Regions from separate parts of the Mus musculus genome. Here region 1 is linked to region 2. A link is a contact called in public HiChIP or PLAC-seq data. All regions are on one chromosome and are shown on one strand. The core of a region is the stretch at or near the end of the contact, and the rest is flanking DNA. Distances in the headings are between cores, read along the strand shown. Region 1 holds the start of Gss (glutathione synthetase). Region 2 overlaps Acss2 (acyl-CoA synthetase short-chain family member 2).

Region 1 (2,700 bases), core at 29-2,528, 59 kb before region 2:
GAAGGATTTTGGTCCCTGGGTTAGGCCACTGATTTACAGTCAGTAGAAATTCTCCTTCATAAATCTCTCTTCAATTTGACATTCCCCCTCCCCTTTTTTCCCTTCACAGCGATGGCTTGGAGCCTCACCAACTTACAGCTAACTCTGGATCATGTCTGTCTGTACCTAATATATAGAATGGCGTCTTGTCTCTGCTAAATCTCCAGCCTCAAGGTTTCTTCCTGAGGCCAGCTCTTAACAGCCTGCCCCACACTCTAGAGCCCACCTTTTATTTACACCAAACCAATTAGGAGTTTGCTATCTTAGGCATAATTCCCTAGGGTTTGATCAGATACATTCATTTCAGGAAAATTTTTATCAGAAAGGAACATCTTTTTTTAAAATCAGGTATATATAGTGGCTATTCCTGATTGTCAACTTGACTATATCTGGAATGAACTACAATCCAGAATTGGAAGGTTCACCTGTGATCCTAATCTGGAGACTGGGAGATACAAGTTTCTGACCTGGATCTTGGCATGGAGATCTTGAGGCCTAGTGACTATGAATTCCAGAAGATTAAGACAGGGAGACCTCTGAGTTTAAGGTCATCTGGGACAAAGCAAGTCCCAGATCCAGGCACACACTTTTAATCTGAGCCACACCTTCTGATGGAGACCTACATAAGGACATTGGAAGAAGGAAGATTAGCTCTTCTTTGCCCTGCTTGCCTTGTGGGACTGAGCTAGATCCTTGGACTGACATTCACAGCTGCTGTTGACCATTGTTGGGGAGTTGGACTACAGACTGTAAGTCATCTACAAATTCCCTCACTATATAGAGACTACCCATAAGTTCTGTGACTAGAGAACCCTGACTAATACAAGATAACTCAGATTTTGAATCAACCTCTCACAGTCTAGGGAAAACAAAGTTAAATTACTGTAGGTTGCCAGAGGATGAGGGGTCTGTATAGAGGGAAGAGGATAATGAACTTGCATATTTACAAACAGCCCCATGGGGGCTGAAGACAGGGGTGGCTAAGAGAACTTTTGCTCTGGGTTCCCAGAGGATGCGACGCTCTCTTCTGCCTTTGAGTGTCCCCATCTCACAGCGTGCCACTAGCTCTAACTCTCTGGGAACTAAGCTAACAGGTAGCATCCCGCCGTTGTAGCCACAACCAAGGCTCTCCCTAGAGTACCGACGTATTCCTTAAAGCCCAGGTCACTGCTCATGTAATGCCCCTTCCCGGCCGCCGTCCAGTTCCATAAACACAGGGCTCCTTCCCCACCCCTCCTCTTTAGCCTTGCGGGGCGGTCTGCGCAGGCGCACTGGGTCGTACCGAAGCCCCGCCCCCCGAGCCCGGGTAACGGCGTGCGGAGTTTGAGCTTGGCGAGCAGCTGGACAACGAGCGAGTAAGTCGGGGCTTCGCGACGGCGGCTGGCGAGGGTCAAGTTTCCTTGGGAGGAGAGCGGTGAGGGAGGGGTCTGAGAGCGATTAGAACGCGGCGAGCGGGCAGATGACGCGGTGGCTGGGAACGCGGCGAGCACCGGGAAACTTGTGTCCAGTGAGGGGCTTGTGCTGGGCGTGCTGAACCTAGATTTCCAGATCGCCGGTTCCCAGCTCGGACACTGTTAGCGAGGCTAGAGCCAGAGTTCTAGGGAAAATAAACAAGCCACCATCAAAAACTGGGAGAGATCAGGAACAAACTTTGTCTAGGGATGGGGAGCGGACGGGGCCCATCACGGGGACAAGACAGGACAAGCGACTGTGTTGTAGCCCGAGGCCCTGAGCCCGCACTCGCCTCGCCCAGGGGATTAAAGTCCAACGGGATTTCTGTGTGGGCGTTTTAAAGTTTTTCGTGATTCATTCACCACTTACTTATTTAACCTTCAATGAAGTATCAAGGCAAATGCTATTTTTATGATAGAGGTACGAACCTGGACAGAGAAATCCGGCGATGGCTTCCAAAACAGAATCAAGAGTTGGGGGTACAGAGGCTGGGGATGTAGCTCAGTGGGAGAACCTTTAAGCCACGAGGAAAGCAGGAAAGCGAGGAAAGCAGGAAAGCGTCATCATCCAAGATCTGAAAGTAAGAGAGAGAGGCTGGTGTGTTTTAGTCACTTAAGATGCCTTTACTACTCTGAAAGTGCCCAGGAAGAGGAGTGGGTTGGCAGTAGAGGCAGACATGAGGGAATTCAAAGCGCTGCATTTAGTCAGCAGAATCCACAGGACTGGAAGAAATGGGCTGTAAGAGAAAAGTGCACGTGAGGCTGGGATGTCAGGGTGAGACTCATTAGAGGAGGACCGCCCCAGGGAGCAGGAGGAGTGTTCTAGATTGAAAACCAGGAAAGAACTTGCTGTGTAAATACAAACTTGAGTGTCACCAGCCAAACAAGTCACAGAACAGTTAAATCTGTAGAAAGGAAAACAAGGGGCCCAGTTAGCATTGTCTAGTTATTACTAGTATAGTGTTTTTGTTCATGAATATGCATGGACACCCAAACACTGGTGTGTGTGTGTGTGTGTGTGTATGTATGTGTGTGTGTGAGATGCAGATGTGCTGTCAGTGTTTGTATGTGAGGGTGCCCTGAGCATCAGGTGTCTTCCCTGATCAGTGCACTTCCTCTCTGCACCTCTGGGATTATAGCCTGCTCACTATCTGCCCAGGATTTATGTGCATAATTGGGGGTCTGAGCTCTTTACCTGCTAGCCCCCTCC
Region 2 (2,700 bases), core at 170-2,669:
CCCCAAACGTCTTGCGCAGAAACTTGTTTATAGTCAGTACTTAATATATTTTTCTGAATGAATTAGTAAATGTGAAAGATTTTTATGGAAACGAAGCAGGCCAGCACTATGTAACTATAAGTGGAATAGTTAGATCTCTTTTGGAGAGCTTGATATAAAGAAAGCCTTTCTAACCGTCAGAGGTATCCAAAGATACGCTCCTTCAGGAGATCTCTACCCCTGAAGGTAACACAGAATTGAGATTTGCAGAGATACTAAAAAGCAGGTTCTGTTATGAGAACCAAACAAAACCAGTATTGCTGAAAGTACACTCAAGTAGTGCTAGTAACGCAGAGTCTGAGAAACACCCCAACATGCACTAGAGGATAAGAATACGATTGTTCAGTTTGCCCAGGACAGCTCTAGCAACTATTTACACTAGATCATTCTCCAGAGAATGTGGCCTTGGTATTTTTTTTGGTTTTGGTTTTGAGACAGAGTCTTGCCTATGCAGCTAATGTGGCTTCAAACTCCTGGTAACCCTCCAGGGAATGCTGGGATTATAGGTGTGTGCCATCATACTGATGTTGGACTTTTCATTTTACAAATTCCTCATACAATTTATATTCTTGAAGATTAATTGTAAGGCCTTTCAGCAGTATTGGTGATCAAACTCAGGGCCTTGTACATATTAGGCAAATGCTCTGGAACTTCCTCATACAATTTATATTCTTGAAGATTAATTGTAAGGCCTTTCAGCAGTATTGGTGATCAAACTCAGGGCCTTGTACATATTAGGCAAATGCTCTGGAACTGATTTACAACTCTAAGCCTTAGCGCACGCCTTTAATCCCAGCACTCAGGAGGCAGAGGCAGGCGGATTTCTGAGTTCGAGGCCAGCCTGGACTACAAAATGAGTTCTAGGGCAGCCAGGGATACACAGAGAAACCCTGTCTCAGAAAAACAAAACAAAACAAAACAAAACAAAACAAAACAAAACAAAACAAGATCCTCTAAGCCTTGGTCTTTTGAGACCAGGTCTCATTCATTATGTAACCCAAGCTCCCCCAACCTTGGAGTTTATGAGATTGTATGCATACCATTACATGCCCGACAGAAGAGTACTTCACGCCAGGCATGGTGGTAATCCCAGTTCTCAGGAGTCAGAAGCAGGCAGTCTCTGTGAGTTAAAAGCCAGCCTGGTCTTCAGAGTGAGTTCCAGGACAGCAAAAGCTACCATACAGAAAAACTCTGTCTTGGAAAACAAAGCAAAACAACAACAAAAAAAGTAAAAGAAATATATTTCAAAAGTATAACTTGAAAGCGTTCTATGACCCATACAGTGTTGCACACTTTAAGGATCTCTGATGTAAGCATACCCTCAGGTCACTTTTCCCTCCCACCAAGGGAGTAGGAAGTAGAAACAACATCATTTGACAAATTAGCAGCCTAGTGTCCCCTGGGTGTACTTCTGCTCTAACTGTAGCAGAAAGACTAAAAGGTGGAGGGAGGCCTAGCTCCAAAATTGAATTATAAACCATTCAAAAAGTTAAAGAATGGAGCTTTTGATATCCACCATTCTTCTTACATATGAGAACCCTAAGGCACAGGAATAGGAAGTGATGGCCTTGGGGTTCCCTAGCACATTACATCATTCTAAAGTGGTGCTATCCAACCTAGTAGCCATTAGCCATGTATGACTAGTAAACACTTAAAAATAGAAAATTTCATTTATTTAGTCTTACTTTAAATATAATTAACTTGTGCTTAGTAGTCGTCACATTGGACACAGCAGCTGGATATTCTAAATGCCTATCTATTCAAGACATTTTCCTTCTAAATAACACGGCCTTTTCCACAGGGAGAGATTTCCAAAGTCAGCAGGGAAAGGTTAAGGAAGACTCTTATGTGTTAAAGCCCTGAGAACTGTGTGGTTAAAAGAATCCAAACTCACAGAGATTTGTCTGCTTCTGCCTCCTAAATGCTAGGACTGCTGCACCACCAACGCTTAGCCAGAAAATGTTAAGAGATTAAAATTCTAGTTCCTCAGTTTCTGTATGTAATCTTTCCTAACACTGATCTATTAGAAAATCTCTAAAATTAGAATTCTCTTTTCTGCCTTCTTTCACAACGACCCTTCTCCTATGCTTTAAAAAACCATCAGTTTCTCTCCTTACTTTATGGAGGTATGCCTCACATATCCTAGGTGATGTGCTCTCAGCTGATCTATAACCCCAGTGCTGAAAGAACTGTTTTTCAGTACTCTACCCCAGTGTAACAACTATTTGAAAATCTTCTAAAAATAGATTCAGAGATTTTATTTTCTGTAGGTTCTGGTTATAGGCTGGCAGAGCTGGAGAGTTGGTTTAGCAGTTAAGAGCATTTTCTGCTCTTCCTGAGGACCCAGGTTCTATTCCCATCACCCATGTGGCAGCTCACAACTATCTGTAAGTCTAGTTCCAGGGTATCTGACCCCTCTTCTTCTTCTGAGTTACTGCTCACATGTGGTGCACATAAATGCATACAGGCAAAACACCCATACACATAAAATAAAAATAAATAAATCAATAGCCTGGGGTGGGGTCCTGGATTTCTAGCACAACTTTCAGGTGTTTACGTTAACATACAAAAATGCAGGATCCCCTATTTTTAAATATGGAGTTACTAGACCTGCATTTACTGTTTATCTCTAATCCAATAGATGAATTTGTACAAACTCAG

The links. HiChIP or PLAC-seq counts read pairs in DNA pulled down with a chosen protein or histone mark.
Region 1: a contact with region 2 is called in an H3K4me3 HiChIP or PLAC-seq map of bone marrow-derived macrophages, with 4 times the contacts expected there. The contact joins the promoter of Gss here to the enhancer-like site in region 2. A contact is called at or near these places in 4 of 39 promoter capture datasets (macrophages, neural stem cells, neutrophils and 1 more), 3 of 15 datasets of contacts at CTCF or cohesin (CD8 T cells, the NIH/3T3 cell line and stem cell-derived epiblast-like cells), 27 of 484 Hi-C or Micro-C datasets (B cells, CD4 T cells, CD4 single positive thymocytes and 19 more), 18 of 115 datasets of contacts at active chromatin or transcription factors (the 230-238 cell line, CD8 T cells, the HPC-7 cell line and 12 more) and 3 of 9 other capture datasets (adipose tissue, liver and pancreatic islet).

What each region holds. Positions count from the first base shown.
Region 1 is chr2:155,591,388-155,594,087 of GRCm38.p6, reverse strand. Gss (glutathione synthetase) reads left to right here and starts at 1,278. Exons shown (of 13, transcript NM_008180.2): 1 at 1,278-1,394. It overlaps Gssos2 (a long non-coding RNA gene), which reads right to left. Exons shown (of 5, transcript XR_001783522.2): 4 at 1,920-2,065; 5 at 1-1,636.
Region 2 is chr2:155,533,005-155,535,704 of GRCm38.p6, reverse strand. All of the region lies in intron 2 of Acss2 (acyl-CoA synthetase short-chain family member 2), which reads right to left. Among named protein-coding and RNA genes, the nearest start is that of Acss2, 16 kb to the right of the region's middle. Within about 2 kb of position 1,419, at least 5 of the 459 cell types and tissues checked have an H3K27ac peak or open chromatin away from gene starts, as enhancers often do. A contact at or near this core is called in bone marrow-derived macrophages, where this site is marked.